Linked DNA regions of Mus musculus: all the other regions are linked to region 5. Evidence: chromatin contacts called from public Hi-C and HiChIP or PLAC-seq data. All regions are on one chromosome and are shown on one strand. Each heading gives the region's core, a stretch centred on a gene start, on an enhancer-like site or on the middle of the called end of the contact. The rest is flanking DNA. Distances are from core to core; before and after follow the strand shown. Region 1 overlaps Babam2 (BRISC and BRCA1 A complex member 2). Region 2 overlaps Babam2 (BRISC and BRCA1 A complex member 2). Region 3 has its middle 9.1 kb from the start of Gm36665. Region 4 overlaps Babam2 (BRISC and BRCA1 A complex member 2). Region 5 holds the start of Mrpl33 (mitochondrial ribosomal protein L33). Region 6 overlaps Babam2 (BRISC and BRCA1 A complex member 2). Region 7 overlaps Babam2 (BRISC and BRCA1 A complex member 2).

Region 1 (3,153 bases), core at 130-2,629, 420 kb after region 5:
TAAATCAAGGAGTCAGGAAGGACTGGAGTGACTCAGCCTCTGCCTGGCTGGAGCCGTCAATGGGCTTTGTAGCCTATTTCCTGGGGACGTTTTCAGCTAAATCAATGATTTCATCATTCTATCCCTAAGCACCCTCAGCAGCTAGTTGCGACTGTTCACGTGACTGTCTGGGTGAGGCCAAGAGGTCTGACCTCTGACAGGAGAAGCTGGGACAGTGGTGGCAAGTGTTAGGCTTGGTGGTAGTAGGAAGTTTGTTCCTTTCCAGTCTCCCCAAGTAAGCCAGAGTGTGAGTGAGTGGCACTTTGGTATCTGAGCAGCTTTGCCTCACTCGTGAAGAGAGGAGCTCCATGGAGACAGCCGCTTCCTGCCCCTGGTTGAATTCATTGTACAGGCTGGGGTAGGAAGACAGCGAGTTGGCAATGGAAGTCTCACCAGGCAATCTGAAGACCAGAGGTCAGGCCTGAGCGTCAGAAAGTAGCCAAGTGGACAGGTAGAGTGCCAAGGCTTAGTGTATGTCTCTAGGATCCAAAGATGAACATTTAATGCATACAAACTTATTGGCGCAGCTATGCCTTTTATCAAAAAAGTCATACATTTACAGTCCAGAATTGTTAAGAAAATAGAATTATCAAGAGATGTCTTTCCATAGTCAATATGTTCTCCTTACTAAGAGAAACGTCTTTAGCCTAAAATATTAAAATTCTAGCTCTCATATGCTGGTAGGAATAGCTTTACTTATTTGACTGACTGACTGATTGATTGATTAGCAGGATTTCTAGTCCAGGGTGGCCTCAAACTCATTAGGTAGCCTAGGACGACCTTGGACTTTTGATCTTACAACCACACCCAAGTTTATGCAGTGCTGGGCATGGAACCCTGGGTCTTATAAATGCTAGGCAAACCTTCTGAAAAACTGAAAAACATCTCAAGCCCAGGGATAGCTTCCAGTGAATTCCTTCCCCACAAGCTCTATTTACAATCCTGAACATCTCAAGCATTGGGTACATTATGTTTTTTTTTTTTTCCTAAAAAAAAAAAAATGTTCCCTGAAACCTTCTTCCCTTCTCCTTTCCCCAGTTCACCAAATTCTTATCTGAAGCTTGAGGGAGAAGAAAATGGGGGCTAATATGACAACAAGATTTGTACCTTCACAAGTAAATATCACAACTGAGCTGGGTAACTACTTGTGGAAGCTTGTTAGGTCACAGTGACTCACTTGCGTAGATGAGGTTATTTTTAGAGCTGTAATTTGTACTGTTTAGAAAAGAAGAAAGAGATGGTAAAAGGCTAGATAGCTCATTATAGTTTACAGAGCTCATGAACCCAGCATCCATGCAAAAGATGACTAAGCAAGGGGTCGGGTGGTACTTTCTCTCAGAATTTCACAGACGTGAGTCATCCACTTCAGCCTGCAGACACAGCATCAGGTACCTGTGACTCAGCTCCCATTTAGACAGAGCACTAGAATTCAATTCTGATACGCTTTTGTAGCTAAGTAGTGAGGAAATTACATAGCAAAGCAAAATAGGCCTTTGTACCAGGCAGCCATCCAATGTTTAAGCAAGGACTGATTGATCTTCGTCTCTGGTCTTTCAAAGAATCTGTTTATGATCCATGCTAGGTGATGTCTTTTCATTCTGCTGCGTCACACTGCAGTGCATCTCACCACACTGGCTCTTCTGACCCAAGTATTCAGTCTCACAGCTTCTCCACTCCCATGTCCAGCCAGCACGTCCTAAAACCAGGAGTGTGTGTGTGTGTATGTGTGTGTGTGTGTGTGTGTGTGTGTGTGTGTGTGTGTGTGTAAATCTTTAGCCTACAATATTAGCATATTAGTTCTCATGAGCTGCAAAAAAACAAAACAAAACAAAACTTCCAAAGGCTTTCCATTCCACGTTTACCTATGGTCAGAGTTATAAGAATATAATAATATTTTCTTCAAGTGTTTTTCTTTCTTTTTAAAAAATAAGTTCCCTTGTGCCCCAGGCTGCCTTTAAACTTACTCTATAACCAAACTTGAAGTCCTGATCCTTTTGTCTTTCCCTCTGAGTTCTGGTATGATCAGCACATGCCACTACCCCTGGCTTTAAAATGTTTTTTTCATGCTTAAAAAATTATACAACTACTCATGCACATAAGATTTCTCTGTAGATGAGCAGCCTGGTCAGTGCAAGTGTACATTCATCCAACAGGCTTTCTCTCTCTTCTCAGATGCTGAGCTCTGCTAGCCCAATTGTCATCAAGGCATAGCCTCACACACTTAGCTCCTGTTGTCACTTAATTACACAGTTTATTTAGAGTTAAGTCCTTAGAGTGTAACCTGTCTGTTTATATGTACAGAAAGTGGTCCCTTTCAGTTTGCAGACCTATTATTGGATTGTTTATAGCCAACAATAAATGTAACTATACTTATCAATGAAACATCAACAATGATTGCAAAAAGTAAGTACTTCAGAAAGAGACAGGATGTTTTCTCCCCTTTGCCTGCCTGTCCCAAGCCACTTGCAGCCATTTCTGACACTTGGCAGCTGCCTCTTTTACCATCTGTCGTCTTTGCTCCAAACCTGCTGTGTCAGTAGTACTGTTACCAGGAACAGCAGAACATGCACAGGCTAATGTCCTATTGTCACGGAAAGCCCTATGTATATTTAAGTCAACTCAGCAAACATTGAAATGTATGCTGTGAACCTAACCCTGGAGTAGGCCTGGAGGTGCAGAAGAGGTGAGGTGCACACATTTGTCCAGGGGTGGGAGAGTCAGACATGTAAATGTACAGATGCACATGTAGACTGCTGGAACACAGGAGTGCCAAACCTCTGGAGATCTTAGAGAACGGCTCTGCCTGAACTTGCCCTTACATGTAGATGAGATTTATAGGTAAGGGGGCAAGGACGCTCCAAAGAGAACAGCAGAGTGTACTCAGGAACTGATTAGTATACCCTCATGGTGGAGATAATTCATAAAGTTGACTTTTGGGATGCGTGAGTAAAGAATGGCAGATGACAGAAGAGAAATCTGAACCGTGTACGTCACTTGTTCAAAATATGTCGTCTTACTGATGCAAAGGCCTGGAGGGATGTTAAAGATGGATGTGGCATTATCTTAGACTCCCAAGGATGATGGCAGAGAGGAGGAGAATGCAAGTGGGAAGAG
Region 2 (3,098 bases), core at 127-2,626, 440 kb after region 5:
TCTCTGGAGACAAAAAAGGATCATGTAATGAATGCTTTGGGGGATTATGATATACATCAGTATAGAGCTTGCTGATATTTAAGTAAAAACAAAAATCATGTCTTACTTGAGTGGGTAAATAGATATTTCTGGTTTTTAATGTTTCTAATACTAATTGGCATTTGAGTCAAAGAAAATAGTTCAAAACTAGGAAATAATATATTTCTAAACATATCAAATACTAATACCAGCAACTCACTTCTGCAAAACAAAATCGTGGGAAAAAAGATTAGAAGGCATTCCAGCCAGATGCAGGAGTGTATACCTATGTCCCAGATACTCTGGAGTCAGAGGCCAAAGGATCTCATGAGCCCAGGAGTTTGGCACCAGCCAGAGCACTAAACCAAGACCTGTATAAAAGTTTCTTTTTTCAGGGGACTGGGAGAATGGCTCAGTCCATAAAGTACTAGCAAGAAGCCCTGAGTTCGATCCCTATTAAAAGCTCTGCGTTGTGACCTGTGCTTGTGATCCCAGCTGAAAGGGCCGATGCACGGGATGCTCAGGCGTAGGCCAGCTGGCCTCGTCCAACTGTGAGCTTCAGGCCACTGGAGAGATCCTTTCTCAAAAAGGTGGATGCCATTCCTTAGAATGACATCTTCCTTTGACCACCACAAGCACAAGCACTGACACATGTACTTACATCCACATATACTCACACACACTTACACACTCACACACTCACGCACACACACTCACGCACTCACGCACACACACTTCTTTTTTTTTTTTTTTTTTTTTTTAGAAAAATGTAGTCTAAAGTCCCCAAAGCCAGTAGCTTGAAAGCCACATAGCCTGTAGTCATAGCTACATTACTTTTGATAGTGAGTGATGGCTGTTTATAAATGATTGCATTGAATTCTTTTATTTAAAATTACTCTTTTTTCATAGGTAAACTAGCATGTTAAATACTTTTCTATTATTAATGATCGGTTTGGAGGTTAATCTGAATGTTGTTTCCTATTTGGAAACTCGGGTGTTACTCAGCAGTTGCAATTGAAGTTGAGGAAAAGTGTACAATGAACAGGCATTTGTTCCTAAAAACTTATCAGAGGGAATTAAATGAGCATCAGAAAGGACGTAACAGGGTTAGAAATCAGTGTTTGTTCCGAGTAGCCAAGGATGTTACAGACCAAGCCTGCTATAGGGAAGGACCTACAAGGATTTTCTAAATTGAGGTATTTGTCATTTGGATTGGTGTTTTCATACTTTTGTTGTTCTGTGTTATACAATCTCTGTTTCATAAAAATAGCCATGTATGGAGGCTATCATACTGTGGCACTGAGAAATGTGACTAAAAAGTGGTCATTCTCAGTCCTGCCCCTTTTTGTTGGTAGTGGTGTGAGTCACCAGTAGAAACCCCCTGTGCCACTGAGTCAGACATCGTCAGAGTCGGGTACACTCAGAAGTCTGAGAGGCTCTACCAACAACACAGGTTTTTGCTGGTTGGTTGGTTGGTTTTGGTTTTGGGGGGGCAGTGAGTTATTGTTGGGAGATTTCTTTAAAAAAACAAAAACAAAAACCATGAAGCTAACTTTTCCTTTGAGAAGTCACATCTAGGGAAAGCGCTAGGATCAGCAGTATGCACCGAAGGAGGGAGGGAGGGAGGGGGAGAGGAGGGGAGAGGAGGGGAGAGAAGGGGAGAGGAGGGGAGGGGTAGGACTGCACTCCACAGCATCCTTACATGTTGCTTTAATATGTATCTGTTTGTGCAGCTAACATTTCCATCCTTGTTCATGCTTTACAGTGGAGGCTCTGGCTTACTGACTGAGTTGTAATTGCAACACAATTTTAAGCAGGTTATTGGAGAGTATTCTGCAGTGTCACACAGTAGGAGCCAAAGATTCCAATCCTGGCTTTAGATTTTGTCCCCTGCTGCTGCCCAGTCTATGAGAAAGTTGACAAAGTCCACGAACTTTCTAGTTTACTCAGCTGTTAAACACACAGTTTCAAAATAATGTCCCTTTCTTGAAGTTTTAATTAACAAAGCATCTAAAATGAACTCTGCAAAGCTAGAAAATCTATACACATCATTACTGCATTTGTTAATGTGCCTATTCTCTGTCCTGGAAATGGGTAACATTTACACAAACTTTGTCTACCTCAGAGAATGTTGAAACAGTTTCTGGGGATGCTTTGCCTCCACTAAAACTAACAAGAGATTTTATTTTAAAAACTTGACTTAACCCCCAAATGAAATGCTAAAGCAACACTACATATTAGCAGGGGGCTTGGGCTCAGCTCTGATGGGCAGCAGCAGAGTCTCTGTTCAGATTTGCCCCTGTTGCGGCCCACTAAGGAGCTCCCTCTGATTTACAAGATATAAATATATGTGGTAACATATGTGGGAAAAAAAGGAAAGTGCTGAGTATGGAGATTTCACGACTTGATTGGAAGCAGAATGATAATTTTATTTTTCTGGAAGTCTAGTTGGTGCATCCTATCAAAGCCCTCTTTGTCCCTTTTCCAAGTTTGTTCTTGAAAACCATCTTTCATCCTGCTCCCCCATCAGATTGTAGGTGAGGAAGACACAGTCCCGCCCTTGAAAAGCGTATGGCATAATGGAAACTTAACACAGTTACATGGCTAGCTCTGCAATGGCAATGGGCAAGGCCAGGGCCCAGGAGGTCGGACAGTGTGGGACGCCATTCTGGTTATGCCTAAGATTCTGCATGTGTCACGGCTTCTGTGGTCCCTCATGCCATTGCTTTGATCCAAACCTCAATCGGTGCTTGTGGCTCCAATTGTCATGTACCCAGCATTCTGAGTTAGCCAAAAACATGTCTTAAGATGTGTTTATTGCTGAGCAGTGGTGTCAAATGTCTCTAATCCCTGCACTTGGGAATGAAGCAGAGTCAGGTGGATCTCTGTGAGTTTGAGGCCAGCTTGGTCTACAGAATGAGTTTCAGGACATCCAGGACTATACAGAGAAGCCCTGCCTTGGGAGAAACAAAAAGGATGTATTTATGAACTCTAACCATCTTTTCCCCTTTTTTGCCTTGCAGTTGACCTGCCCCTGTTTTTCCCTCGAGATCAGCCTACGCTCACATTTCAGTCAGTCT
Region 3 (3,494 bases), core at 955-3,454, 500 kb after region 5:
GAGCAAACAGCTGAACAGACACATCCCCAGCCACTGTGGCAACACATCCTTCAAAGGATGACCCAAGAGAAGCTTGGTGGCTCCTGTCACACTAAACACATATATAAACCCATAGTAGGGAAACCATTCACCATGCATTCAAAACTCAGAGTGGATGATGGCAAAGCCCGGTGGCCTAGTGGTCATAGTCAAAGGAGCCTTTCAGCTGCAATGCCCTAGCAGTGGATGGGGATCGAGTCAGATGGAAACATACACCCAGTGGGGCTGGACAGGAGGTAGTCATGTGAGGTGTAATATGGTGTGGGGGCTTGGCCTTGCTGGAGGCGTGCTCTGAGCTAGCAGGCAAGCAGAGCGCTGTCCATGCCCATTTGAGTTGCTTTTCCTCTTCACAAGGGCTCCATCATTTGTCGGCCTGTTACATGGTCCTTTGTGTACATATAGGGTTGACGCTTCCAGTTAGCTAACCCTTCAGTTTCCCTGTTTTGAGAGCTTTGATTCCCAGGGCAGTTCTTCCTCTAGGCCTGGTATCCACACATCTCAAGCTCCAATAAAGATCTCTGTACACACACCACACACTTTGGACACGTGTGCTTCACACACGTGTGCTTCACTAACCCTGGCTGGGACAGCAGCTGACCTGGCCCTTCTGAAAGCCGGACCTATCCGCCTTATCAGGTGAGAACCAAGGCCCAGAGAGAGGAAGTTGGTTGTTCAAACAACAGTAGGTGGTTGAGCCAGGAAGTGGGACATACTCCTCACCCCCACCCCCACCCCCACCCCTACCCCCACAGTGTTGGCCTTCTCTGGGCACAATGCAAAGTCCCAACAAAGCCAGATTCCTCTCTCAAAGGGGCATCTGGATTCCCACACAGGGCTTCCCCCAACAGAGAGTTCCAGAGGCAAAGGCTGACAGAGACACGGGGACTAGGAGAGTGACCGGGCACAGATAAAGTAGGCCTGTCTCTGAGGCCACTGGGTCCTCTCTTGCCCTCCTTCTTCCATTACTGGCAGTGAAAATTTGAGTCCCCAAGAGGAGGCAGTTACAAAGGTAATTTTCGTGGTAATCCAGCCCAGGTCAACTGATCTGTTTTTCTATTAATTGTTTTCCCTAAAATTGCCTTGTTCTCTGAGTTCATGCAGAGCCCCCTCAGGAGCTATTTTATCATATCTGGTTTCTAAATGGTCATACAGCACTGGCTTTCTTACCTCAGGCATATCATGCCCTTCCTAAGGGACGAGGAGTCATTCTCGTCTGCTGGTTAAGCGAGTGGCTTCCGTGGAGGCCTTTCCGCTTTGGAAGTCTATGGAAGGACTTAAGGAGGAGCAGTGTGTGGAAGCCAGAGGCCTATCTGATAACGGGAAAAGGATGGGAAGGCAGCTTAACAGGGAGGCAGGGCAAGGCATGGGGCTCTCTTGCTCTGAAAAGGGGAGAGTGAGTGAGAACTCCCCCAACAATGTGGCAGACATCTTAACCTCCATGTATCTGTGCCACTGCGTCTGTCCTCCCCATCCCATCCCTACCCCCACCCCCCAAGGGGACAGAGGAGAGACAGATGACATGCCTAGGTAATGAACTAGCCCAGAAGGGGAAAGATAACACCTGGAGGATTACGGATGCTTAGAATTTAACACCTCCTTCTCTCAGATCCAGAACCTAGCAGATAGATCCCCTGGGGGAGGATCCTGCTTGCCTCTGCCTGGTGTGGTACTCCACATTGGGCTTGCCTAGACCTTTGGGGACTGAGAGAATGAGGAAGCATGTGGCCATTCCTCATACCTCCATTTTCTGATTGATTCCTTTTCTTACCAGTGTGCCTGCCTATCTTCTACCAGGGACTCTAAGCCCCCTAAAGGGAACTGCGTGAGGCTCCCAATAGTTAGTGGTCAAGTGTTCCTGGGTCTAGTCTGCATCTCCCAAATGCAATTCTTACATTTATATACGCCCCCTGACTCTCCGTGGCCTCACCCCAGCACCTAGGGGTACAGGGTTCACTGATTGTTTGTGGATTGTATGGGAAGAATGTTGAGCACAAAGTGCTGGGCTCCAGAGACCTGGATTCCAATCCTGTTCTGACACTCACCACCACCCTTACGGGTAAAGAAAGGCTAAACACTCAGAACTTCCGTTTCCTTGGCTGTACCATGAATGCTGAGCCGGACACAGAGAGAATAGCATTATCACTGTCAGTATTACTTGTCCTCTAGAGTCCTAGAAGGGCAGCTCTGCCTGGCAAACCCCTCTGCTGTGGGCAGCCCCACCCTTCCTGCTCCCCTCTCTGCCCCTCCCCAGTTCAGTGATGGGGTGTTTTTAGGATAAGCATCCAACACAAGCACTGTGCCTTGAGGAATGATGGCCCTACTCCCAAATGGGGGAGTCCCTGCCGAGACCCTGGAAAAGACCAGTGACCAGGGGCCTTTGCAAGTAGGACTATGGCCGGAAATGGGTTGGATGAGGCCTGTGGCAGTGGCTGGTTGCTTGGTTCCCATTTTAAATGAGGAACTGCCTAGACTGCCCACTTAACCACAGACAAGGGCCTCAGCTTTCTGCTTTCCTCTGTCTCTGAACTCCAGTGTCTGGGCTGTGTTCCTGGTCCTGCTAGGATGAGTGGGAAACTGCTCCCATCACCCCTCCTGCCTGTTCCTGTTTTGGCCGTGAGGATCCAGTTTCCAGCTGGGTCAGCTCTCTGCCCCTTTCTGCCCCTCGGATCCATTCAGCCTGGGAGCAGTGACCAAGCCTGTGGCGTTCAGTGGTCCTAGACTCCAGGCACTGGTGGGGATTGCCATGATTGTTTTATTACTGACCCACTGCATAGACAATGAGGTCTAGGTTTGCCCAAGGCCAAGCAGCTGATTTGGTAAGCCACTGAGATATCAGGCAGGATCTGGCTACCCCCAAGGCTGATTCAAAGACCTGGAAAGGAGAAAAGGGGAGGGAAGAAAGGAGAAAAGATAATGGGTTCTGTCCATGTGCAAGAACTAAGCAATTACCACCTAGAACTGCCTTTTCACTTTGCTGGAGGAACATTTAATTGCTTCCTACAAATAATAACAAAACACCGTGCAGTGCCGGGCTTGTTCTATGCAAGGACTAAGTACTTCACATCGTGAACTGGTCCCAGGCTTAGAGTCAGCAGACCTGTCCTCTCTCAGGAGTCCCAGCCATCCTGAGCACTGGCCCCTGTCATCCCACACTGGCCTCCAATCATGACCCTCTTGCTTTGGCATTAACTCAGACATCTTCTCTTCCTCCAGCTACAGAGATTTTTGACCCCAGTCGCCTACCCATCCAGCATCCTGACCTCCAGTTCTGTGGCCACTACAATCTGGACTGAAATTGTCTCTCCCTTCAGCAAGTGGCACCCCTGGTAGGAACTTTGACCTCGTCTTGGAGAGTTCCTTTCTTAAAATCCCCTCAGACTACGATATTCCTGCATCCACCTAGCCCCAGTTCCTCATAGGAAATACTTCCTCATTTTTTATAAAGTTCAAACATG
Region 4 (3,512 bases), core at 482-2,981, 400 kb after region 5:
TGATACAGATGTGGGAGTGGCCCTGGTCTAGGACAAGGGGCAGGAGTTGAACTGTGGCCAAGTGTGTGCTCCTTTACGCACTCACCATTGGTTATTCGCTAAGTACGGTGCAAGCAGTTCTGTGTGGTGGACGTACTGTGAGCACCTAGGACTCCTTACAAACAAGAGCATTGAGCCAGCAAGATGGCTCAGCAGATGAAAAGGTTCTTTGCCACTAAGTCTAATCCCCTATACTTGATCTCTACATGGTAAAAGGACAGAACTGACCCCAAAAGTTCTCCTCTGACCTCTACGTGTGTGCCCCCTCCAAATATTGCATGTAATCAAAAATTAAAATAAAAAAACACTGCAAGGCCTAGTGGTACCAGCTTATATTCCAGCTACATCAGGAGTCTGAGGCTGGAAGGACCCACAAGTCCATGCTAAGGATCCGGTACAATGTACATTCAAGACCAACCTGAGTCCCATCTCAAAATGTAAAAAGTAAGCTGTCTGTATAGCTTATGGTAGAACACTTGCCAAGCACATGCAAGAACGTGAGATCACGCCCCAGTGCACGAGCAATAGAGAAAGTAACAAGCACAGGTGAAAGCAGAAGTCGCCCAGGCTCCTTGTGTGTGCAACACCTGCACTGCAGCTTTGTCTCTTGTCTCTTCTCCCAAACCTCCTTGTCATTTGCTTTTAGAATTCTCTGGAGTATTTTGAAGCAAGTGTAAACCACATCTCTTGTATCGTCTATGAATACTTCCGTATGCATCTGTGTGTATCTCTAACAGTGGTGATTTCTAAGGAATGCATCCTACATTCTTATAGCTAATTCTTTAACGTCAGGTAATTCTCAGTCTGCCTATAAGCTTCCCTGTTGGTCTCAGATATGCCTTCTTCTTTGCAAGGTTTATTCTTGTGCATGAGATTGTGTGCATTATATGCATGCAGGTGACCACAGAGTCCAACGGGTACTGGATCCCCTGGGTCTGGAGTTACACACAGTGTAAAGCTGCTGACGTGTGTTGAAAATTGAATCCAGATCCTGTGGAAGATCAGTAGCACTCTCCACCACTGAGCCATCCCTCCAGTCCCTCGGACATATTGTCTTTACAGCTAGCTTGTCCAGATCAGGATCCAAAACAGGATCCCTGAATCTCGGAAGTGTCCCTAAAGAAAAGCGGTGGTCCTCAGTTATGGACATCACCTTCTATTTTTCTTTTCAGAGTATGGTTAAGAAAATCTGCTGAGGTAAGAAACTGTTAAGAGTATCAATTCACCCTTAAAAGAGGCAAGATCTTACCCTATGTAATACCTGACATTGCAGAGAGTTACTAGCTACCTCACTTAGACTATGAGCCATTCAATCTTTACGTCAGCTTTGAATAGAATTTTTAGCAGTTACAGAATGTATTTGTCAGCTCTGCTACTATAGAATTTACAATATTTGCTTTATAGTGGGACCACACGGATATAATGTTTTTCTTGTTTTCTGTTGTATAGTGTGTTTTGAGGTCTGTACATGTTGGCTTATGTGTTTTAGAGTTGCGTCCTTGTTGGTTACTGAGTAGTATTCCACCCCAGATAGTGAATATTGGTTTTTTTGCAGTATCTGGTGATTACGAATAGTGCTCCTTGGATGTAATTTAAGGGAGATCTTTGTTTTGACAATGCTTTTAGTTCTGCTTAGTTAACTGTGGGGTAGGAATGCTGAGTCACCCATCCAGTGTGTGTTTAACTCAGTCATCCACCACCATGCTGTAAAGCAGTGTGACTCTTTACAGTCTTCCCGACAGAGCGTGAGGTTTCTGTTCTTTCGCATGCCTTCCGGCTCTCGCTATCATCAGTCTCTAATCGCAGCCACAGTGGGGTCTGAGAGACTGTCCTGGGGTTTTTAATATGCAATCCCTCATGTGCAGTGCTGCTGAGTGCTCTGTGTGCTAACCACCGAGGGAGTGTGTGGGAAATGGGAGGGTCTGTTGAAATCTTTTTTCTGTTTTTAATTGGCATGTTATTATCTCATTTTTCAGTTTTTGAGCTCCCCTCCCCTTGTCCTGGGAATCAAACACAGAGCCTCCAGCATGTTGGGCAAATGCTATACCATGGGGCCTTATCCCTATCTATGACTTAAGAATTCTTTATAAACTTGGCTGGGATCCATTTGTCAGTAACGTGTTCTATAAACTTTAACAGAGCCATTTGTTATTTGTTTGTTTGTTTAACTGCATCTTTCCAAAAACTACATTTACAATTTTTATGAGGTCTCTTTTTATCACTTCTTAATTTTATAGAACATTTTTTTGCATCCTGCTTAATTAAGTCACCTAATCCAATTCAAATTTTCCTAAATTAAATTAATTTTTTTGAGATGGTATCACTGGAAGTCCAGACTTCTCCTCGACAAGCTTTGAGCAGCAGTAGCAGCATGGTAGGCAGAGAGCCCACCCTAATTAAGTTGTTTCCTTGTAGAAAGTTCATAGTTTTAATTCATGAATACAGGTCTGTATTCTGCCTCAACTTTATGTATGGTGTGAAGTGAGGGACATGATTTGTATATATTTTTTTTTAATTTTCATTCTAGAAACATTGATCAAAAAGACCCAATTTCCCCCACTGAATTGCTTTAGTATCTTTGTAAAAATATTAGTGGACCATGTGAGTTTCAGGTCAGCCTGGGCTACATAGTGAGTTCCAGATTAGCATATTCTAAATACCATGAGCTTTCAGAGAAGGCAGTTATTTTTGCTTTTATGTTGAGCTTTAGTTGATTCCTTAGGATTTTTAGATACATGATCATATTATCAAGAAATGGAGAGCTGGGAATATCAGTCAGAGTGTCTGCCTACTATGAATGAGGGCCCGAGTTCAAATCCAGCACTGAGATAGATGGAGAGACGCTGTCTTACTTCTTCCTTGCTCTATGCCTCCTTTTCTTCCTCCTTCCTTGCCTTCCCCCACCCCTCCCTTTCTTCCTTCTTCCCTGTGGCCTCCAGGTAGACCTGCGAAGGTGTCTACTCATTGCACAGTCATTTGACCTTCTTGTGCTTCAGGCATTTTTAAGCCATGGGGATGCCAGGATGCTTGGGATCTTCTCTGAAATGGCTCACATTCTTGGGGCAAATGAACATATAAACCATACAGACATGATAGTGCATACCTGTAATGCCCACACTTGGGAGGCTCAGGGGCTAGGATCACAAGTGTACAATGAGACTCAGTCTCAAAAGCCAAACAAACACAACTTAACAATGAAACATTCTTTAAAGTATAATGCTAGGTATCCACCAGCTATCATGGGAACACGGGGTAGGACACCCAACTTACTAAAGCAGGAGGGCTGGAAGAGCACTTTAGGCAGACAGATTAGCACAAGCAAAGATCCTGAGAGAAGAAATGGTCAAGTGTTTGTGAAGAACTGCAAATGACTCCAATTTCTCAAGTGTCTGGTGGATCCCGGGGAGTGGTGAGAGATTCCATTGGAAAGGTCACCAGAGGCCAGAACACAGACAGTTCTGCATACCAGGCTG
Region 5 (3,237 bases), core at 250-2,749:
CTCCATTCAAGCATTCAAGAGACATGGTATCTTTTTTGTGTTCCTGTGTTATATGTGTGTACATGTGAACTGGCACACATGAACATATGTGCATGTGTGGAGGACAGGCCAATGTTGCTTTCTCTCTACCCTATTTAATTTTTTTGGAGATAGGATCTTTACTGAACCTGGAACTCTCTGATTTAGCTAGACTAGCACTAAGTACATGCCTGCCATATTTGAAAATTTAAAATATGACCTCCAGATTTTGAAGATTTGGATTCAAGACCTAGACTTTCCACTAATAACTGGAACAGCCTTGGCCAAGTTAGTTATTCTTATCCTTGGATTCCTCACATGGAAATGGAAATACAGCATTGCTGAGAAGATCACTTAAGACAACAACAACAACAACAACAACAACAACAACAACAACAACAACAGGCCAGAGAGGATTGCTTAGCCACTATGAATATTTGTTGCTCTTGTATGGGAGTAGGGTTTGCTTTCCAGTACCCACATGGTGGCTCACAACTATCATAACACTCTGGTTCCAGATTTGAAGCATGATGCTAAACTTCTCAGGTACCAGGCACACAAGTGGTACACAAATATACAAGCAAGCAAAACACTCAGGCGTAAAAATAAATTATAATATAGGGAGAGTCATTATAAACACACAAATTAAGCAAAACAACAGCAAAAATAATAAAATCCTGATTATTAATTGGGAGATGAAGTTACCAGTGAGGTCCCTGGTGGTGGAGTTAGGACTTCTTGCACAGGCATAAAAATATTGCTGGGCAAATGGTAGATCAGAGTACAATATCCAGAGACTACCCCACCCGGGGATCCATCCCATAATCAGCCATCAAACCCAGACACTATTGCATATGCCAGAAAGATTTTGCTGAAGGGACCCTGGTATAGCTGTCTCGTATGAGGCTATGCCAGTGCCTGGCAAATACAGAAGTGGATGCTCATAGTCATCTATAAGATGGAACATAGGGCCCCCAATGGAGAAGCTAGAGAAAGCACCCAAGGAGCTGAAGGGGTCTGCAACCCTATAGGTGGAACAACACTATGAACTAACCAGTACCCCCAGAGCTCGTATCTCTAGCTGCATATGTATCAGAAGATGGCCTAGTCGGCCATCACTGGGAAGAGAGGCCCCTTGGTATTGCAAACTTTATATGCCCCAGTACAGGGTGGGTAGGGGAGCATATAGGGAACTTTCGGGCTAGCATTTGAAATGTATATAAAGAAAATATATAATAAAATTAAAAAAAAAAAAAGATAGATCAGTGTCTCTTGGGAAAGGCTACATGTTTTGGAGCCAGGCAGATCTGGGTATTGTGATATTTGGCAGTATTATCTTTTGTATGGAGGGGGGGTCCTTCCCATAATACCACAAAATTCACTACCAATAAATCACTGAGTCAGAGACTGCCCGAACTTCAGGGGAGGGCGTGGCTTCTGTCCACTTCCTGAGCCTTCTACCGGAACCCGCGCATGCCCCGGAAGTAGTCGTTGAGCTCTTTAGGCGGGTCTCGGTGAGAATCGGTGGACCATGCTGCTCTCCGCTGTCTCTTGTAAGTCGGTCTGAGGCGGCGGCAGGGCCTGCGGCGTGGAGCCGAGGCGGTGACCCGCAGGTCCCGAGGTGGAGCCCGGAGGGGTGGAGGACCTGGCGCGGCGGCTGCCACCCCGCGGCGCGCCTCCGGGTCTGGTGAGAAGGCGGCGGGAGCCCCGTCGCCCTCTGCAGGGGTGTCCGAAGAATGTCTACTGGCCGCTGTGGTATTACCCCGCTGCCTGGCTCCTGGCTGACATCCTGATTAGAGTTAGCATCTCAGGCGACTTTGCTGCAGTCTGTAAAGTTCAAACAAGAGCTGTGTTGCAGTACAAATATTTACACTATAGAAGGGTGGGGATAGAGCAGATATTACTTAGAACGATGTTAAGATGGCAGACAACTGTTGATTATACCAAGACAACAACAACAACAAAACATTCATAATTGTGTGGGCCAGACTCACACCAGGAAAAAGTTATTTTAGTGTAAAGTGGGGAATACTTTTAAAGTGTTTTTGGTTACAACTAATGTTGATAAGCACTTCGAATGAAAAAAATAACAACCTTATCTTTTTTCTTTCTTCCAACCTTTACACACACAAGTTGCCAAGAGCAAGTCAAAGTAAGTAAGGTTTTTGTTTTATTGGCCCAGTGTTTGGGTTTGATCTCCCAAGAGTTGATCTGGGGTTATTTATTTGGTTAATTATTTTGTTGATGTGAGCACCTTGGGGGAAAAGTCCTTTGATGGTGCTACCATTGACAGTTCGATCCTGGGTTGCAGATACATAAGCTGAGAATGCATCTGATATACCAAAACCACAGATCATGTCGCTTAGCAACCCTGCTTCCTCTTCCCTTTGTGGCTGGTAGGAAGCCGAGGTACCCGTTACTAACTGGGGAAGAGAGCACAGTGGGAAATGTGGCCTCTTGCAAAGCAGTGCATTTGCACTGGGTAAACTGAGGATGTAAGTTGAGGACTGTGCTGTCTCCCTTCTGTCCCAGGGAGTATTCACAGCCTTTGTGTAAAGGAACTTTGCTTCTGGTCTCACCTCAGAATCTATTAGTTCATTGCTTTGCTCCTAAAGCAAGCATCAGGCTGGTGATCTGTTTGGCTCTACCTAACCAGAGCCATTTGCCTGAGTCTTCTGCAGGAATCTACAGATGAGCTCTGATTTGATGGAAACCTAGAGCCTGTTTATAGAAGTCAGTCCAAGCACTAGAAAGATTGCAGAGCTAAGCGTTAGGCAGCTGGAACTGAGAGGCTAGACCTGTGCCTTGCCTATGGGCCAGTCCATCTGTTCCATAATTTCAGCCCTAGGAGGCACAGACTTAGTGTCTTGTAGGGCTCCTCACAGAGTAAGTACCCCATAGAGACTTGTTGAATCCGTGTGACTGAATGGATAATTATGTTAATTATATAACCCTCTCTCCCCTCCAGTACTGGGCATTGAACCTAGGCCCATGCTGGGCACAAGCTCTCTTCCTGAATTCTGTTCAGCCTCATATTTGTTTTTCTAAGTTTTCAGACTCAATGAGTTGCCCAGGTTGGCCTTGAACTTGTGAACTTCCTGCTCCAGCCTCCTAAGTGGTTAGGGTTATTGGCCTGTACCACCATACCTAGCATCATTGTCTTTCTTGTTCCATCAACAAATACTGTAGTCTTCAGGGGCATTGTTTGAGGAGTAATGT
Region 6 (3,485 bases), core at 705-3,204, 350 kb after region 5:
CCCACAATTTTAGATTCAATGTAGGGAAAAGCAAACAAACAAAAAATGTATTCTTAAATTTCGTATGAGTTAGGCCCCAAGCCCTTTATAAACTATGGATTGAGGTTAAGTAACATGGCAGTGGAGAATTATTGTCCAGTGTGCATGGTGCATGCTCTTTCCACAGCCACTCTTGCTTGGGGTCTGTGAACCATGCAAACATCTGAGTCGAGTTATGGATAAAGTTGCCAGTTATAGCTGAGGAGGTACATCATGCCCTCAGGAAGTTGGGGTGCCACCTGTGGGAATCAGCAGGAAGTAAAAAGCCAGGAGACTCTTAGCAGGGAGATTACACCTTCAGGAATGTGGGCTAATACTCTCCCAGGCTATGAGAACCTTTCGTAATGGAGGGTAGCCATATCATTTCTGAGCTTTAGTCTGTCTTCTGGGTTCTTGAAGTCAGTGATGACAGTGAGTGTGACCCGGGCTGGTGTGCTGAGCGCTGCTAAAGCCCATCAATATTCCACCTGCTGCTCACTCTGCTTCCTGCCTAGCCATGTGCCCTTTGGAATATCTTTCAGTCTAGATGAAGGGGCATCTTTTGGACATATTGCTTTCAGAGGTTCCATTAGTTTCTAATGCACACACGAGGCAATGCTGGCTTTTTAATTCCACGCTTACCTAACTCAAGCCCTGTGTAAGACTACCATTGTTCTTTATCCTTTCATTGCTGTTTGACTCCACTCTTGCAACACTCCTTGACTCTGTGTACAGCTGTCACCACAGCCACCCCCACGACTACTACAGAGAGGGAGAGAACAGCAGGTGACGTTCCTTGAGTGTTTGTGTGTGCCAAGCCCTGGCTTCAGTGCCTTACACGTGGATCTTGTTTTCAGCTCCACATTGTTCCTGGGAAGTGGGTGCTGTGACCTCTCACTGAGTGGCAGAAGAGATTGAAGCACCTTTCAGACTCTAGATCTGAGGACTTGACCCTATATCAGTCTCTTCCATGAACACTTACAGATGAGATGGCTCAGAAAACAAAACTGACTCACTATTATAGGCCCAGTAAAACATGAACAACAGAAATGCTTAGTGTGCTTGAACAAGAGCTCTCTTTAGTGTCACACCATGCTGTGACAGCTACTCAGTAAGTTTGGTACTTGGAGATCCTTGAAAAGAAAACTAAAGTACAAGGATGTGTATAAAAGATAGAGATTTTTGTGAAATTTCTAGTTATCTCCAAGGGATTTTAAGTCTGGTGGCATAGGCTGTGAACCAGGTCAAACTGCTGCATTGTTCTTTATTTAGCACGAATTTCTTACCTACTGCTGACGACTGGTAATGTCTCTGATTCAGGATGTTGTTTGCTGCTGGGTTTGGTTTTGTTAAGTTTTCTCTCTTCACAAATGGAAGGAAATGTGTTTTCCCTGAATATATCGTCATTTCATGTAGAGCCTGAGAGAAGAGGCAGTGTGTGTAGGCATATCCACATGGGATTTGACAAACCTGCCCAGATGGGCAGGGGCCCAAGATTGCCCAGTGGAGCCAGGGTTGAGTAGCAACCTGTAACCCAGCACACACAGCCCTACCTTCCCAATGACCTGATTGCAGGCTGCATGCCTCTTTCTCCTGGTGAACTCTTGGTGCCTTTCCTCCGAGCACCTGGAGGCGGGCAGGTGCTTCTGGCTCTAGCTCTGCCTTTACTGGTCCTGGCTCCACTAGCCCAGAGTGTACAGAGTAGCCAAATTAGGTCCCAGGAGCCTTTAAAAATATCGTGTTTTGATATACTTGGCCAGCTCAGTTATCCACAACTGTCTACTCCTGCAGTTCAGAGATCCATTAGTGGCTAAAGTCTGGTAAGGTGGGTGTTTGTCTCCATAGCAGGAAGTCAACAGTCAGTGTTGCTCCCGTCGCCTGATCATTCCTTTCAGGTGGGGTGGGGCCTGGTGATGATTGCCATGTTTACCTCTGAGGTAATGTTTTCTGTAGTCACAGTGTTGGGTGGAGAAGGGCCTGATTACCAGTAGTAATCTGCTAGGGTTGCTGGCCTGCAAGCTGCAGGTGGGAACCCTGCCAGTACCAGAGACTTTGGACTTCTGCATGATGTTTAGAAGGCGCAGCCCAGGGACAAAGAGCCAGCCTGGACATTGCAATCATTTTCAAGTTTCTAGTCACTGAATTAGAAGCATTACCCACTGAGAGACGACCAGGGTAGCAGACATGAGGCAAGTGCTGGGGCTGTACTGCTGTCACGTGGTTTATTCATTCATCCCATGTGTCCTCACCGAGCAGCTGTCATACATTTGGTCAGCCACATAGCACTCCTGACTCCCCACAGCTCTCCTGAACATGCATTCAGAGGCATTTGGCCTGCTGTTAGAGTGTCTTGACACTGGGAAGCAGTGGTTTCAGAATCAAGTTACACCTTGCAGACTGAAATCATTTTACCTGCAGTGGAGAGTATAAGAGGGAGTCTGTTTCCCTACTATTTTTTAGATAAAATTATTTAGTAAAATAATCTCAAAATATACATCCATATGTGTGCATGTATAGTGTGTGTGTGTGTGTGTGTGTGTGTGTGTGTGTGTAGACAGACAGAGCTTAGATTACAGAGGTCTTAAAGCTGAGGCCACAGATACTTGGGGGTAATCAGACCCTCACTGTAGTATCTAAAAGACAAACTCCATAAATGTGGCACCCCTGGGCTCACAGGCACTGTGGTTTTCTGTAAGTCCATCCAGCTCTTCAGTATTTAACTTGTTGAACAAGAAAAGTGTGCAAGGCTTCCTGGGCAGGGGTGACCTCTCTGGGCCGTCTCAGTACTCTTGCACCTTCTACTAATTAGATGTATAATATCTATTATGTGCCAGAATAGAGTCCAATCTTGTAGTGAACTGCAAAGAGAACATGTTTCTATCCTTGAGCTGTTCATCGTCTAGGGAGAGAGAATACTATAATATAATAAATGGCAGCAGTTGGAAGTGTTGCTTGACCTAGGAACCCAGCACACTCAAGGACCAGGAAGAACTCTGGTAACTTTCTGGTGTACTAGGGATGGGAGTTCCCACCAAGGTGTGATGGTGGCTGAGCTGAGCAGTTAAAAAAGACCTTAGAAATTACCTTTCTAATGGTATGTTACAGTAATATTCATTGTCAAACTACATTTTATCTAGTGATAATCTTTACTTTGGCTTTTTTTAATTTTATTTTTATTTTTTTAATCCTTTTTTACAGTGCAGACTTCATCCCCCTCTCTGTCTGCCCCTCCCTGTCCCATAACCCACCCTCATCTCCATGAGGATGTCCCTACACCCACACCTCACCAGGCCTCCCCACTCCAGGGGCCTCAAGTCTCTTGAGGGTTAGGTGCATCTTCTTTGATTGAGTCCAGATCCAGCAGTGCTCTGCTGTATATGTGCCGGGGCCTCATATCAGCTGGTGTATGCAGCCTGGTTGGTGGCTCAGTGTCTGAGAGATCTCGGGAGTCCAAATCAATTAAGACT
Region 7 (3,477 bases), core at 604-3,103, 370 kb after region 5:
CACTACCTGCAGCCCTGGCACTCTGGCTCCGTCCTCCTTCCCTTCAGCATTGTTCAGCTCCTTGACATGAGCGTGGTCTGACCCACTGGGCAGCTGCCAGGAGTTGTGGAGAGGGATCATAAGGGGCTTGAAATGGGAGCAGGGAGGTCAATAGGCAAATAAAATTATATGGATAATTTGGCTCATAAAGGTGGATCAGGACTGCTGAACATCCGCGCTGGAGAACACCAATTGCTTGTTAACTGAGAAGACTAGATGGGTACCTTCTCCTTCTGTGTGCTTGACAGTGTTTCTCATGCTGGGCACCCGTTGGATAGTTGGTCCTCTGGATCTGCAGCAGAACTAGCTACAGATTTGTCTCCTTCGGCTCCAAGAGAATCTCTGGAAGGCGTTTGTATTACCTGGGTGTGCTAATCTGGGACAGAAGGAAGTAGAGGCTCACTGCCTGGTACTACAGACAGCTTATACACATTCTACAGATGATGTTCAAGAAAGGCTAATTCCAACATTAGCCAAAACTGCATGCACGCCAAACCAAAACAACAGCAAAAATACCGACATTCATTTTATGAACTGCTTAATTGCCCATGTTAGTCACAAAGATCAAATCACTGCACGTGCTCCGCCTCTAAGTGCTGTTTTCCATGCTGATGAGCACGAGCCAGCTGTCATTAAACATCAGCCCTAGCACAGTATCCTAAAGATATCAAATGTGACTTCTCAACGTCCCAGTTGGGATTGTGGCATCTTACGTTAGTGCCCGGATGCTTTACTTGTTGGGCACATGTTTTTAGTTAGCTGGCAAAACGTCAGTTGATACAGGCCCATCTGTGTTAACTACAGATTCTCACATGTTGTAAGGGTCCCAGAGCCAGACCTGCACTGCTGCTAGCAACATAGATGGAGCCATTTTGGGTTAGCTTGGTTTCCTAACAGAGCCTAAAGAACCCAGAAACTTGTTCATACTCGCTAGGTAAGTATCTTCCCACTGATCTGGGTCCCCAGCAGTGTCTAAAATGTTTGCAAGCAAATTGCTTCTTTGGTTTATTGGATTTAAGACTTTCACTTCTAATGCATGATGTTTCTCTCGGGACAGGTTAGAAGAAAGTGGGAATCTAGCTTAGTGGTAGACTGTCTACTTAGTACAAGTGATAGTTTGTTAAATAAAAACATGAACCAATGAGTTTAGGCACTGGCATCAATAAGTAAGTAAAAAAAGAACCATGCCTAAGGATGTCAGGACACTGCATGGGCCTCTGTGGATAGCCCAGAGCTCCAGAAACTTAGGAGATTTGACTGGAATGTCATAGGGAAACAAACAGTCCCATGCTAAGTACAAGTTAACAGGAAGACCAACATTTTGTTGCTTCATTTTCCTATAAAGTTCTGGGTTGCTGAGTAAAGCAGAATTCCAATGCTTTGACACACCACCACATTGTTAAGATAGGCAGGATTTGATTATGGGAGAACAAGCCCCCAAAATGGTCATTACACACACACACACACACACACCCTAAGGTCTCCCTTGCTTCCTTCTCAAGGCAATGTGTGGTTGCAATTCCTCCATTTGATGTGGTTCATCCCTCGGTGCCAAACAGGGTAATGTGGGAAAATGATGACACAGCAAAAAATGAGGGTGGCAGTGACCTGCTTAGTAACAAGAGAAATAAAACAGATCTTAGAAATTGAGGCCAAAAATACCTGCTTCTCCACACAATAAGGAGAAAGAAACACAGAGTTTTTCTGTCATAGGAAACGACTAGGCTCTGCCAGCAGCTGGCACCTTATAGACCAAGCAAGGGCAAGCCAGGAAAGCCACAGGCTGGTTGGGGTAGGTGAAAAGGCAGCTGCCTGAGAAAGGGTGTGGGTTCTGTAGATCAAGGGTGTGGAGCGCCAGGGAAGAGAGAAGGGAAGCCAAGGCTGCCTTCCGGCCTAGGCACGGAACATGCTTGCAACATTTTATCATTTCAACACCATGCAGGAGGTGAGGCCTAAAAAAGCGTCACAGTTTAAAAGAAGCAAAAGATGTCCACGCAGGAGTGGGTTCTATTTATTTACAACTTTACGGCTGGACAGCTTTTCTACTGTGTGGTTTGTGACTACCCAAAGTGAAATTTTTTGAGTTTCAAAATTATCTCTTTTTGCACTGAGAAAAGAGCATATATGATTCATCTTAATATTGCCGAGGATCAGTCAGCAGCTAACAGCTAGTATTTTGGGTGGGAGGCAGGCTTCTGTAGGCAGCTTTTTCACCTAACATAGATGTAAAAAACACCAGAATATGCCTCAAGCTTCGTTCGGAATCATATAAATAGCTCGCTCTTGCACAGTTACAATCTAATGCGATCGTAAGAACTCCCACGGTTCATGAAGTGCCTGATGTGCCCCTCACCCAATGCCTAAAGAAGTCGATAGAGGAATGACACTAACTACCCCAGTGGGGTACCAAAGACACCTGACAAAGGGGCCTGCTTTTGTTTCTGCTAACATCCTCATCTTAGGCTTTTGCCTGTGTTTCCTCCTGGATGTTTCTGTTTTGGTTTTTTTTTTTTTTTTTCCAGCCTCTGTAAAACCCTCAAGTCATTCTGAGTCAAGAGACAAGCTATAGGCACTGGGCAGATCCAGCCAGTGGCTGGTAACGTGTGGCCCACCAGCTCTGAATAATCTTTGCATTTTTCTGGTTAGAAAAGCATTTAAAGAATGATGTTTCATAACTTGTAAAAACTGTATGGAATTCAATTTTCTGTAGTCATAAAGTTGCGTTGGTGCATGGCCATGCACATTCATTTACACATCTTCTAAAGCAGCAAGAGCAATATTTATTAACTGACTGTACCAAAAATGTTTACTAACCCCAACACCCTTAAAAATCTTCCTTTCCATAGTAACTATTTGAGGAAAAGAATACAGACATTTATAGACTTTGAATGTTTATTTGGGAAGTTCAACATTGTCATTTGACACAGGTAGAGTGTCCTCTATCTGAAATGTTTGGGACTAGAGTGTTTCAGGTTTGTTTTTCAAATTTTAGAATATTTCCATATGCATAAAGGTCTATATTTGAGATAGGATGCAAGTCTAACAGGAAATTTATTTATATTTCATATGTACCATATACACAGAGCCTGAAATTAATCTCATATAATAGTTTTAATGTACCTATGGGTTTGTGTCTGTGTGATGTGTTTGTGTGTGTATGTGCGTGTGTGCTTACATATACACTTATGTGTATGTATGATTTATGCATGATAAGAGACCAGGAGAGAAAGTCTGCCTTAATCTCTTGAAACAGGGTCTCTGACTCTACCTGGATCTAGACTGGTGGCCAGCAAGCTTCCATGGTTCTCCTGTCTCTTTCCCCTGCAGCACTTGGGCCACAGGCATGTATGGCCATACCTAGTCTTTATACGAGAGCTGGAGATTTGAACTAGGGTTTTCATACTTGCCCAGCAAGCTCTTGTAACCCCTGACCTATCT

The links. HiChIP or PLAC-seq counts read pairs in DNA pulled down with a chosen protein or histone mark. Hi-C and Micro-C count contacts between places; a contact is called where the count stands out from the background.
Region 1: a contact with region 5 is called in a FOXA1 HiChIP or PLAC-seq map of pancreatic cancer cells. The contact joins the enhancer-like site here to the promoter of Mrpl33 in region 5. A contact is called at or near these places in 1 of 39 promoter capture datasets (the SN4741 cell line), 3 of 484 Hi-C or Micro-C datasets (the N1E-115 cell line, cumulus cells and tail fibroblasts), 7 of 115 datasets of contacts at active chromatin or transcription factors (T-cell acute lymphoblastic leukemia, cardiomyocytes, embryonic stem cells and 3 more) and 4 of 9 other capture datasets (adipose tissue, embryonic stem cells, liver and 1 more).
Region 2: a contact with region 5 is called in a CTCF HiChIP or PLAC-seq map of the NIH/3T3 cell line, with 13 read pairs. The contact joins the enhancer-like site here to the promoter of Mrpl33 in region 5. A contact is called at or near these places in 2 of 39 promoter capture datasets (the SN4741 cell line and embryonic stem cells), 1 of 15 datasets of contacts at CTCF or cohesin (the NIH/3T3 cell line), 3 of 484 Hi-C or Micro-C datasets (cumulus cells, epidermal suprabasal cells and tail fibroblasts), 6 of 115 datasets of contacts at active chromatin or transcription factors (T-cell acute lymphoblastic leukemia, bone marrow-derived macrophages, cardiomyocytes and 2 more) and 4 of 9 other capture datasets (adipose tissue, embryonic stem cells, liver and 1 more).
Region 3: an H3K4me3 HiChIP or PLAC-seq map of bone marrow-derived macrophages shows a contact between it and region 5, with 7 times the contacts expected there. The contact joins the enhancer-like site here to the promoter of Mrpl33 in region 5. A contact is called at or near these places in 1 of 39 promoter capture datasets (macrophages), 1 of 484 Hi-C or Micro-C datasets (bone marrow-derived macrophages), 17 of 115 datasets of contacts at active chromatin or transcription factors (bone marrow-derived macrophages, cardiomyocytes, craniofacial prominence and 11 more) and 1 of 9 other capture datasets (adipose tissue).
Region 4: a contact with region 5 is called in a CTCF HiChIP or PLAC-seq map of the NIH/3T3 cell line, with 6 read pairs. The contact joins the enhancer-like site here to the promoter of Mrpl33 in region 5. A contact is called at or near these places in 3 of 39 promoter capture datasets (cranial neural crest, frontonasal cranial neural crest and macrophages), 1 of 15 datasets of contacts at CTCF or cohesin (the NIH/3T3 cell line), 1 of 484 Hi-C or Micro-C datasets (the N1E-115 cell line), 6 of 115 datasets of contacts at active chromatin or transcription factors (T-cell acute lymphoblastic leukemia, acute myeloid leukemia, embryonic stem cells and 2 more) and 4 of 9 other capture datasets (adipose tissue, embryonic stem cells, liver and 1 more).
Region 6: a contact with region 5 is called in a Hi-C map of epidermal suprabasal cells, with 2.6 times the contacts expected there. The contact joins the enhancer-like site here to the promoter of Mrpl33 in region 5. A contact is called at or near these places in 2 of 39 promoter capture datasets (embryonic stem cells and macrophages), 2 of 484 Hi-C or Micro-C datasets (epidermal suprabasal cells and myocytes), 5 of 115 datasets of contacts at active chromatin or transcription factors (T-cell acute lymphoblastic leukemia, bone marrow-derived macrophages, embryonic stem cells and 2 more) and 1 of 9 other capture datasets (macrophages).
Region 7: a CTCF HiChIP or PLAC-seq map of the NIH/3T3 cell line shows a contact between it and region 5, with 7 read pairs. The contact joins the enhancer-like site here to the promoter of Mrpl33 in region 5. A contact is called at or near these places in 1 of 39 promoter capture datasets (macrophages), 1 of 15 datasets of contacts at CTCF or cohesin (the NIH/3T3 cell line), 6 of 115 datasets of contacts at active chromatin or transcription factors (CD8 T cells, bone marrow-derived macrophages, effector CD8 T cells and 3 more) and 2 of 9 other capture datasets (embryonic stem cells and macrophages).

The regions. Positions count from the first base shown.
Region 1 is chr5:32,034,557-32,037,709 of GRCm38.p6, forward strand. The region is part of intron 10 of Babam2 (BRISC and BRCA1 A complex member 2); the gene reads left to right. Among named protein-coding and RNA genes, the nearest start is that of Gm52770, 37 kb to the left of the region's middle. Within about 2 kb of position 1,380, at least 115 of the 459 cell types and tissues checked have an H3K27ac peak or open chromatin away from gene starts, as enhancers often do. A contact at or near this core is called in the N1E-115 cell line, the SN4741 cell line, adipose tissue and 4 more, where this site is marked.
Region 2 is chr5:32,054,470-32,057,567 of GRCm38.p6, forward strand. It overlaps Babam2 (BRISC and BRCA1 A complex member 2), which reads left to right. Exons shown (of 12, transcript NM_144541.1): 11 at 3,042-3,098. Among named protein-coding and RNA genes, the nearest start is that of Gm40277, 34 kb to the right of the region's middle. Within about 2 kb of position 1,377, at least 30 of the 459 cell types and tissues checked have an H3K27ac peak or open chromatin away from gene starts, as enhancers often do. A contact at or near this core is called in the NIH/3T3 cell line, the SN4741 cell line and tail fibroblasts, where this site is marked.
Region 3 is chr5:32,110,202-32,113,695 of GRCm38.p6, forward strand. No RefSeq gene overlaps it. Among named protein-coding and RNA genes, the nearest start is that of Gm36665, 9.1 kb to the right of the region's middle. Within about 2 kb of position 2,205, at least 75 of the 459 cell types and tissues checked have an H3K27ac peak or open chromatin away from gene starts, as enhancers often do. A contact at or near this core is called in adipose tissue and bone marrow-derived macrophages, where this site is marked.
Region 4 is chr5:32,014,425-32,017,936 of GRCm38.p6, forward strand. All of the region lies in intron 10 of Babam2 (BRISC and BRCA1 A complex member 2), which reads left to right. Among named protein-coding and RNA genes, the nearest start is that of Gm52770, 17 kb to the left of the region's middle. Within about 2 kb of position 1,732, at least 38 of the 459 cell types and tissues checked have an H3K27ac peak or open chromatin away from gene starts, as enhancers often do. A contact at or near this core is called in the NIH/3T3 cell line and adipose tissue, where this site is marked.
Region 5 is chr5:31,612,452-31,615,688 of GRCm38.p6, forward strand. It overlaps Mrpl33 (mitochondrial ribosomal protein L33), which reads left to right and starts at 1,500. Exons shown (of 4, transcript NM_025796.3): 1 at 1,500-1,571; 2 at 2,152-2,170. The coding sequence starts at 1,550. The region is part of intron 2 of Gm38424 (a long non-coding RNA gene); the gene reads left to right.
Region 6 is chr5:31,966,162-31,969,646 of GRCm38.p6, forward strand. All of the region lies in intron 7 of Babam2 (BRISC and BRCA1 A complex member 2), which reads left to right. Among named protein-coding and RNA genes, the nearest start is that of Gm52770, 31 kb to the right of the region's middle. Within about 2 kb of position 1,955, at least 67 of the 459 cell types and tissues checked have an H3K27ac peak or open chromatin away from gene starts, as enhancers often do. A contact at or near this core is called in epidermal suprabasal cells, extraembryonic endoderm stem cells and myocytes, where this site is marked.
Region 7 is chr5:31,982,593-31,986,069 of GRCm38.p6, forward strand. The region is part of intron 7 of Babam2 (BRISC and BRCA1 A complex member 2); the gene reads left to right. It overlaps Gm52770 (a long non-coding RNA gene), which reads right to left. Exons shown (of 3, transcript XR_003955739.1): 2 at 264-415. Among named protein-coding and RNA genes, the nearest start is that of Gm52770, 15 kb to the right of the region's middle. Within about 2 kb of position 1,854, at least 107 of the 459 cell types and tissues checked have an H3K27ac peak or open chromatin away from gene starts, as enhancers often do. A contact at or near this core is called in CD8 T cells, the NIH/3T3 cell line and embryonic fibroblasts, where this site is marked.